Linked DNA regions of Mus musculus: region 2 is linked to region 1. A link is a contact called in public Hi-C data. All regions are on one chromosome and are shown on one strand. The core of a region is the stretch at or near the end of the contact, and the rest is flanking DNA. Distances in the headings are between cores, read along the strand shown. Region 1 overlaps Prkg1 (protein kinase, cGMP-dependent, type I). Region 2 has its middle 86 kb from the start of Prkg1.

The links. Hi-C and Micro-C count contacts between places; a contact is called where the count stands out from the background.
Region 2: a Hi-C map of embryonic fibroblasts shows a contact between it and region 1, with 3 times the contacts expected there. A contact is called at or near these places in 1 of 39 promoter capture datasets (stem cell-derived epiblast-like cells), 4 of 484 Hi-C or Micro-C datasets (adipose-derived mesenchymal stem cells and embryonic fibroblasts) and 1 of 9 other capture datasets (embryonic stem cells).

The regions. Positions count from the first base shown.
Region 1 is chr19:31,529,263-31,534,563 of GRCm38.p6, forward strand. All of the region lies in intron 2 of Prkg1 (protein kinase, cGMP-dependent, type I), which reads right to left. Among named protein-coding and RNA genes, the nearest start is that of Prkg1, 130 kb to the right of the region's middle.
Region 2 is chr19:31,748,267-31,753,225 of GRCm38.p6, forward strand. It overlaps a transcript of Prkg1 not described here. Among named protein-coding and RNA genes, the nearest start is that of Prkg1, 86 kb to the left of the region's middle.

The sequences.
Region 1 (5,301 bases), core at 294-2,793:
TGTTGCATCAGGCAGCACATTTGCTGACTACTTGAGCTGTCAGTCACAGAAAGTCAGGTATCATCCCATCAACCCCCACAGACCTCCATCGATGCATAACGTCATAAAACCACCAAAGGAGAACCAGGCACATTCTCAACTCAGTGTGGCTCATGGCAATGGGGTTCTTCTTAGGGATCTTGACACAGAGATTGAAAAGCCCCCTAGGTCTATGAAAAAGGAAAGGAAAGGAAAGGAAAGGAAAGGAAAGGAAAGGAAAGGAAAGGAAAGGAAAGGAAAGGAAAGAAAAGAAAAGAAAAGAAAAGAAAAGAAAAGAAAAAAAGAAAAAGAAAAGAAAAAAGAAAAGAAAAAAGAAAAGAAAAGAAAGCTCAGTTACAGCTACATTTCCAGTCTGGACTCACTAGTACTTGTTCTGTCCTCACCAGTTTCTCATCTGTAGAGTGTGACTAATGACAACTGATGTCTATCTGCAGCAGAACAGCTATGTGGTGAGCGAGATAGAGAGATATTCTCACTATAAATATTGTTCTGTTGAGTATGATCTTACCAAAGGAATAAGACAAGTGTACACTAGAATGCAGGGGGCAGAAAGGTTAGTAAGCATTGGAATTCTTTTCCAGTAGATGTACAGGAAGGTGAAGGAACACAGGAATGGACACACAGAGGCAAGCTGCTCAGATACTCAGGATGAGATACTGTTGCAGTGAGTCACAGGAGGACCAAACAGCAGGTCACTTTTTATCTTCCTGTCACTCTCAGGAAATGCCAAAAAGTAAAAATAAAAAGACAGCAACAACAGCTTTTCCATGCACTCGGTCAGCAGCAGCTACCTCAACAGGAAACTCTTCTAATGGTTACAGACTCCAACGGTTCATCAGAAATAGTACAACTGTGTAGGAAAGCAGAGGTGGGGCTGCCAACTTCATCCATCCTAAGAGAAGTACATCACCAAGAAACGCCAAAGCAAGAGAGAAAAAAGTTTTATTTTGTTTGTTTTAGATAGCAAAATAGCTCCTCGTTTCTTGTTTCCTCTCTAAGTCCAACCATAAAAGAATGAAGTACACAGATCGTCACATATAGGACCCAGGGGAAAAGATCACCTGGCTAGCCACAAGCTTTCATGTGGTACTGTGCACCAGCAAGAAAACAGGGTAAGGCAATATTCAAAATAGATCCTTCCTTCAAAGAGTTAAGACTAGCTTTAAAAGAACTCTCCAAAGTTCACTTTGCAAATATTAGGAAACTTGCATCATCTTGATTATCCTTTAAGAAAGTACTGCTTTATAATTGGGGAACCATAGGGCCCATAGAATTTAAAGGATTTTTACAAAAAAAAAAAAAAAGTAAAACTTGCAGTTAACAGAAGTAGCATTGAAGCCCAGGTCTTCTGAGTCAATGTCTTCCTATAATACTAACCACTGGACTTGCTGATAGTGCTTTTCATTTATTTATTTATTTTCCTTAAAGCATTGCCACATCTCCTGCTGTGCCCTTGGTTGCCTAGAAAATTTCATTCAGGCTTCACATTTTCTCTTGGCCGTTAGTCAGAAAACAGTCCGGATAAGGCTCTGTCATAAATCACCGCCGGCCTCACAGCACAGCATTACACTTTCAGGAAATGCCAAAAAGTAAAAATAAAAGAAGCAACAATACTTTTTCCATGCACAAAGCCAGCAGCAGCTACCTCAACAGCAGTGGCAGCTTCTACAGAAAGAAGGGCTGCAGAACCGGATGGGATGGAGATGAAAACCTAAGAAGGAAGGTTCGTTCGCCTCTCTCAGCTCATGAATGTGACTGTTGACAAAAAGCAGGCAATAAGTTTAAATTTACACATAATTATTCCACAATGAATTGAACACGACATTGAAACTGCATCCCATCCCATTAAATTCATTCAGTATTTTTTAAAAAGTTATAAATCTGAGTGTGTGAGTGTGTGTGTGTGTGTGTGTGTGTGTGTGTGTGTGTGTGTGTGTGTGTGTGAGTATGCACACATATGTAGAACTCTGCACACGTACACAGTGGTACATGCATGTGGTGGCCAGAGACTAACTAGCCAGCAACTCCCCACATTTGTATCTTTCTCTGCTTCCCGCACAGCACGAGTGCTCATGCATGCCCCTGTGTCTGTGTTGTGTGCCCTCACAGCACGAATACTTGTGCATGCCCCTGTGTCTGTGTTGTGTGCCCTCACAGCACGAATGCTTGTGCATGCCCCTGTGTCTGTGGTTTGTGCCTGATGGGGATCACAGGCAGGTCTGCATGCTTGCACAGCATGTACTTTGCTGACTGAGTCACACCACCCCTGGCAACAGTGTTTGCATTTTTTTGGAGAGAATGCTGACATTCGCTTTCTTCAGCGCAGTAATTCTACTCTGGGAAAGCATTAAGAGGTCACCACTTAGACAAACCCAGTTGCTGTTCTCTCTCCTTCCCTTCTTGCTCTCTGGATCCAATTACACTCCAAGACTCTTCAACTCTGCTTCTGAGATATCCCTCCTCATCCCATACCCAGCACCATTGTGGAATGCCACTTTTTCTCATCTCTCTGTTAAGCTTGCTGCTCCTTTCCGCTTTTATTTCCCACAACTAATCTCCCTTCTTGGTAGCAAGTCTGTTATCAGCTGAGGTAGTTTCAACAGAATTAAGGTGATGTTTGGAAACAGACACTGGCCTTTAAGTTTAGAGCAAGCACCTTTCCTAGCTTTCAAAGTATACCATAGCATGGTGTGATGATAACTGTCCATTTCCCAGCACATAAAACGGGCTTGTTGTAATTCTCAAACAAACCTTAAATCGTTTTGTTTCAAAGATTTTCTATCCCTTCTATAATACAACTGAAGAATTTCTTCTGGAAAGTCCCAAGCACTATCGTCATATGTCTTTCAAAATTACACTATGCTCTCCTTTAATTTATAAGCTTGACCCACTGATCTTATTAATTTTGCCTTCTTTGAGAAGATTGTATGTCTTCTAAGTAAGTCTAGGCTATCTGCAGGAGAGGTGATTCTGTGCTAATGCTCTGACCACTGTCTGTATATGTAGTAGATACCTTTTCTGGAGAAAGAGCATGAAACACTGATTTTGTGGTCTCAGGAGAAAGTGTATCTATAGGAGAGTAAGGGAAAGAACTTCACAACAGCAGAGAGAGCCAGACATAGAGGCAGCTTCAAGAGAAATATGTCCTGAGTCTACTTCTATGTCAGGAAATAGATTAGTCTCTAGAGTATAGGCTATCCCACAGAGATTTTTCCCCTCCCTCCCTCCCTCCCTCCCTCCCTCCCTCCCTCCCTCCCTCCCTCCCTCCCTCCCTCCCTCCTTCCTTCCTTCCTTCCTTCCTTCCTTCCTTCCTTCCTTCCTTCCTTCCCTCTCTTCCTTCCTCCCAGATAATTTGCCATCAGCCACTTTGCAAAATATATGAAACTCCCCAAGTCTTTCTGGACTCTGCATCTTTATTAGCCAGAGGCAGCACATGAGGAGCAACCATAATCATAATTTATAAACAAATAGTAGCTCCAAGAACTGGGTAACGGGGGGCACCCATCCAAAGGATTCTAGAGAAGGTGTCACCAACACCATCTATGGAATCTCTTATGACACTTCGTTTAACTCTTAGCCAGTACAATAATACACACTCAGTAAATCTGTTCAAAAGAAACGACTGCAGAAATAGCTCCATTATCCTACTTGAAGCATCTCAGTATGTTCTTACATAAAGCAACCTGTTCACTTACTATCTATCAGGTTCAGTTGCTATAACAACGCTTATAAACACCATATATATATGTGTGTGTGTGTGTGTGTGTGTGTATATATGTATATATATATATATATATATATATATATATATATATATATATATATATATATATATATAGTGCATGGTTGTGGGGGGTGAATGTCTGAGATGAGGTTGATGTCTACTAGTAATCATCCAAGTGGTTTGCAGCTACTGATAACTGCCCACAGCTTCTCGCTGTATTGTGGCCTTTATTATATTGTGATACTCAGGAAGAAAGGATCCTTTTCAGACTTTTCCCCTAAAGTAACCAAAATTATCCTGGAAGGTTCTACCCTATGAGACCTAGCTATATCTGAAAAGAACCCCCTTTCAATATCTTCACACTGGGGATTATATGTCAACACAAACACTTAGCAACACTTACTCCTAGCATATAAGAAAGAAAGGGAATGAGTGGTCATGCTGCATTTCTTGGATAAAGTATTTCACTACAAAGTCTGAACAAATGTATTTAATTATAATTTAATTCATACCCATAGAAAAATTTGAATCATTTATCATGGTTAGCGATTTAAGGTGAGAATATTGGGAGCAATTTCTAGTGAATGAAACCATTTTGTTCCTAATGAGAGAATGGCTTCTAGCAGCTCATCAGGCTACTGATTATAGCAATAAATACTTACAAAGGGAACCAAATATTTCTTCACAAAGCCCAAGAGACTCCCTTGGCTGTATTTAATCACTTGTGGTGTTGAGGTCTTCTTTAGATCAATGAGAAACAAATGAACAATGATATCTCAGTGGACAGCACACAGAACCTGTTAGGACCATTGTCCAATTGCCTTGTGTTTAAGTAGATGTTTCGGATAAAAGTCAGTATGGTGGATGACTCCTGAGTAATAATATTGAAACTTAACATCTGGACTAAAAAAGAAAACACACACACACACACACACACACACACACACACACACACACACCACATTCATACCCTCCCACACATGTGTGCCCCATACCACATGAGCACACACATAAACAGAACAAAGCACTGCAAATGGATACTATATTCAGAAGAACAAATGGTCCTATCTTGATGCCTAATATTCGGTGAGCACAGGAGCAGAAAGATGCAACTCCTTGCTAACACAGGCATATTGAAGGTGTTAATTGGGGAGCTTATTAATTCAGTAAAAGAAGACTGGTGGAAAAAAGATTTCAGAAGATGGAAAGAACCCCCATGCTCATGGATTGGCAGGATTAATATAGTAAAAATGGCCATCTTGCTGAAAGCAATCTACAGATTCAATGCAATCTCCATCAAAATTCAAAATCAAATTCTTCATAGAATTAGAAAGAGCAATTTCCAAATTCATCTGGAATAACAAAAAACCCAGGATAGCGAAAACTATTCTCAACAATAAAAGAACTTTTGGGGGAATCACCATCCCTGACCTCAAGCTGTACTACAGAGCAATTGTGATAAAAACTGCATGATATTGTTACAGTGACAGACAGGTAGATCAAATAAATAGAATTAAAGACCGAGAAATGAACTCACA
Region 2 (4,959 bases), core at 2,030-4,529, 220 kb after region 1:
ACCAGGGGAAAACACCTGAAGTTGACCTCTGTCCTCTCACACACATATGAGCAACACAACACACACACATAGCCATGCGTGCACATACAGAAAGAATTAGCTGGATCTGGTTGTACAAGCCTAACACCCCTGCTTCTCTAGACGCTGTAATAGAATGGGGCTGGCCCACAGCAGGAAGGATCACAAGGTCAAGGCCTGCCTGGGGAACTTTGGAAGATCTTGTCTCAAAATGAAGAGTGGTGGAACTCAGTCGCAAAGTGCTTGCCTAGCAAGCACAAGACCCTGGATTCCCTCCCAAGTCCTATGAAAAATTAATGGTTAATTAACTTAATTTAATATACTTTCTTCCAATTCTATACATACTATCATACTTTTAATTACATTTCAAATGTTATCTGGATTTTATTATGTAGCTTATTTTATATACAACTAAACTACCAATTGCACCATGTAACTAGTTCAGATTGTTAAATTACTCTTAAATAATTAAGAGGCTCATGGTCTCCAGGGCACAGTATAATAAAACTTGTGGAATTAACAAAAGTTTATGATTAGGTTATAAAATGTGTTTATGTCTTAGCTTGAGTAAAAGTGGGAGAACTGCTTAAATTCCACGTTTAAATATGTAAGATAACACCAACTTAAAAATCATTTACACCCAAGTATAACCTGGTCTTTAAGAACGTATAACTTTAATTGGCTGAAATAAAATATTTAGCGCTTTTCTCAGTTAGTATTCATTTTGTAACTGCTTTGAGAAATGTGCCAAAGGTGATCTGATTTTATCCTATTTAAAGTTTCTTTCACGTTTCCGATGACCATGAAGAAACAATTCACCAAAAGCATTCAGAAGTAAAGCATTGAAATTATAAACATTTTCCCCCAAAGATAGAAAACTTCAGTGTACATCAATGAAAACTGCCAGTCTCTCCTCATTAAAAAACAAATTTTGACCTCATCTGAGCCAGTAGACTATCAGTTAACACCATATACTTGGAAATCAAGAAGTTCAGAGGAATAGCAAAAGGCAGATGGAAATGCCATGTGAGTCGGGAAAAAAAAATCTCTGCAGCCTTTGCCTCCCTGGCATGGACCATGTGTCCTTTATCCTCCTCACCCCATCTCTTCTCCTTGGAGCCCAGCAGACTTCAAAAGTTAGTCATAGCATTTCACTGGGGTCTGAGAAAGATAAACACAGACAGTACTGGGTAGTGAGTTACATATTGGTCACCTAAGGTTCACACCCACCCAGAAGTTGTAAATTAGAAGAAACTTACTTGAAACAAGGTCTTTATAGACATAATGAATAGTGTGCTTTCACGAGTCATAGCTGTGTTTTCACAAGTGGGAGACATAGACTCAACCACTGTGGAAGACAACTGTGCAGAAATAAAGAAGGTAGACAGTGGAGACCTATGAGCACAAGTCACAGAAGGCCCAAGATGGTCAGCAGCCTCCAAACACCAGGAAAAGAGCCTCCCTGCTAGCCTTCAATGACACCACATCCCTGCTGACACCTTGAATCTGAACTACTTGATGCCCACTGCCCAAACTACAAAAACACAAATTTCTGTAATATCAAACTCACTAATCATTGGCTTGACCAGACCCAAGTTATAGTGTGTGCGGACACAGGCCTTTCTGGACATTCCTACAAATGCAGTTCTCTTGAGGAGGTCAGGCACACATTTGGGAGGGTATCTAAATCACCCCCCATCCTGGAAATGGGGCCTTTTGATACTGTAAGTACTTTCATGTGCACTGCAATTTTAAAAAGATCAGAAGATCTCACAATGCCTAGTTTTCTCCATGCAGACCCACTGTGGATTATCATGCTATACAGTAGAAGAGCCCTGAGACCGGCGTTCTTCCAATGAGCTTTTGGATGCCCTGTCATGTATCTGAGCTCTGTCTCCTAATGTGCACAGAGCTCATGGAAACATAACAAATACTAGAAGCACAGCAGAGTGCCATGGGGTTGTGGACAGGGACAAATAAATTCATATGAGTCTGAGATGTGCATTCTTAAGCTTAATTAGTAGTTCTTATATTCCCATGCCATCAACTAAAAGTCCCTCTGAATGACATCCCTGACTTGGGAACGGGGTGGGGTTGGGGGGGGGGGTCTTGTCTCACTTTGCAGAGGTGAGACTAGCTTGGAGACATTAAACAATATGACTAATATACGATATCAGAAGCTTAAAATCCAGGGCTATGGAATCCCACACCTCCATATCTTGGCCTTTGTATTCATGCATGTGTACTGCCTGGAAGGGAATAATGGAAAGCGTCCTCTAGGTTTTCGTAGGCAACAAGAACACTCTATGATGTGATCCTTGTTAAAGTAGCACTAGCACATTGATTCTCGATACTGTGTGTAGCTGTACTTTGTTTATACTGAAATATTGAAAACTTGACTAGAGAAAATGAAAGAAGGAATAAATGAAAAAAGAAAGGAAAAGAGAAGAGAAGAGAAGAGAAGAGAAGAGAAGAAGGAAGGAAGGAAGGAAGGAAGAAAGAAAGAAAGAAAGAAAGAAAGAAAGAAAGAAAGAAAGAAAGAAAGAAAGAAAGAAAGAGAAAGAAGAGGGAAGGGAGGAAGGAAGGAAGAGAGGGAGGGAGGGAGGGAGAGAAAGAAAAAGAAAGAAAGAAAGAAAGGAAGGAAGGAAGGAAGAAAGAAAGAAAGAAAGAAAGAAAGAAAGAAAGAAAGAAAGAAAGAAAGAAAGGAAGAAAGGGAGAGAGGAAAGGGAGAGAGAAAAGAGGGAAGAACCAAAGAAAGAACTGGTTAAAATCTTGTGAGCTAGCTAGCTGTCTTCAAAGGTTCAGCCATGCAGATGCTGAATCTCTCAGGCAAACTAAACCTGAAAATCCGTGTTTGTTTGGTTCAGAGAGCCCATAGCCACAGAGCAGGCCCTAGCACAGCTCAGTCTGTTTATCTAGGAGCTTCTAGAATTCCTTCCTAGAGTACAAGTTTGTAAAAAGCTGTGGTGAGAGGCAAGAGTATGAAACATGCCCAGAAGGACAGAGACTCTTCCGTGGATGGGACTGAAAATCAAGTAAGTCCTAAATGTGGCCAACGCAGCGTCCCATCCGTGACTCCTGAAATGACTTCTAAAATGGGGTCACAACTACTCCAGAGAGCAGAAGTAGATCCAAGTGTGGGCTGAGAAATATGGCAGGAACACACATGGGTCCATTCCTGGCACGGAGTTAAAAGCACGTTACATATTTGGTGAATGAGGTCAGACACGGTAAACAATGGCAGTCAGTGCTGCGTTTGTTGAATGACTGCTCTGAACAGGGCACTCAGCTAAATCTTTCTCATGCGTGAGCTCATTTAGGCCTGTCAACAACCGTGGGAGGTTTTTTAAACAACTGAAGAGGCCAAAGCTTTGGATATGCTTTCTTGTATGACATCAGTCTAAGAGCACAGAACATGGCTCTTTGATCTCCAAACGACTTCATATGTCTTCCTACATGCTAACGATCAGGCTGCCCTGGGAGAAATGAAATCTAGAATAATATTTGTTCACATAGAAAAACTCAGATGTAATGAAAAATTAGTCTCTAAACTGCAAGCAGGCACTGGGAACTCTCAAAGGTACAAGCTTAAAGGTAACTAGAGATAGGGATACACGCCAGAGCATTCAGTAAGAGCGTTCTTCCCCATGGCTGTCAGGTACGGAGACAGGCATCTACTGTGCTGTGGGGATAGCTGCATGGCCCCTAGTTCTTTCTGCAATCCTGCAATGCCACTGGTTGGCAATTCAGAGCATGCCTGCACACATAGATAATGAGAGGACAGAAGGACAAAGCTGGAAAATAAGGAACCAAGCAAGAAAGTGCAACTATCCACAGTGTGGCTGCAGTCATGTCCCAGCTATGCAGGACATGCTCTCTAAGCAACCCTTCCGGCACTTCTGTGTCCTTCCTAAATCTGACGCAAGCAGTCCCTCAGCATCCCTGCTTTACTGCTATCCCTCATAAGCAATGTGTGGCAATAATTCCTTTAAGCCTCTAGTCTTCGAGAAGCAGCTTTTCTAGAATCTTCTAGAGTTAGAGGGGTGTACAACTGGCAATGAGCAGTCCATGTAATTTGCATCACTAAGTCAAACTGTATATGTGTATAAACATATCCATGTATGTGTATATGTATATGTGTGTATATATATATATATATTTATATGTACGCATTTACATTTTATTAGGACACGGTTACAGCACCTTATCTTGTCATCTCTGCTTGTCCTGTTTCAGTTTACACACACCTCCTCTCCCTTGGTTCACTTAGTGTTATGTTTAAGATACTTTTCAAAGGGGTGAGTATAGGAGACATAAGGGACTTGCCATCTAACCACAGATCAGTCACTAACAAGCGTCTGTGGTTGGCACATCAGATTCCTTTAAAACCTCCAGATCTCCCGTTTGTTTGTCACAATGTTTGTTTGTTAATCCACAAGGGTGAACAGGATATTTCCTAAAATCGATTCTGGGCAGTAGTGACTTCCAAAAGCAAATTGTTGGGGAAGCCTTCTGCCCCTGTAAAGGTTTTCTTACGGGAGAGCTAGTGATCCACTGAGAGCTTTATGCTTACCATGAATTCACACACAGCCCTGGCCCATATCTGCACATGAAGCTTACAGGAAACGCCATCCATGTCTTTGCAAAAGAGTCAAAATCAACTTCAAGGAAACAAGTAGTTTATGTAAAGTCACACAATCTGTGTGTGAAAGAATTCTCCAAGCCTGTGAACATCAAGGCCATTAGTGTGTTGGTCACTATCTACTTCTGGATTAGACTGAGTTGAAATTTCTCTTCTGCCTACCCTCTCAAGGTTTCTTTCCCTTATTTTAATTTTATTGGAAAGAGGAGATTAAAATCCATGCATAAAAGCACTTGTCTCCAATACTAACAACCAGCCTTTTAAATCTGGGACCCACATGATAGAAGAAGAGAGCTAAC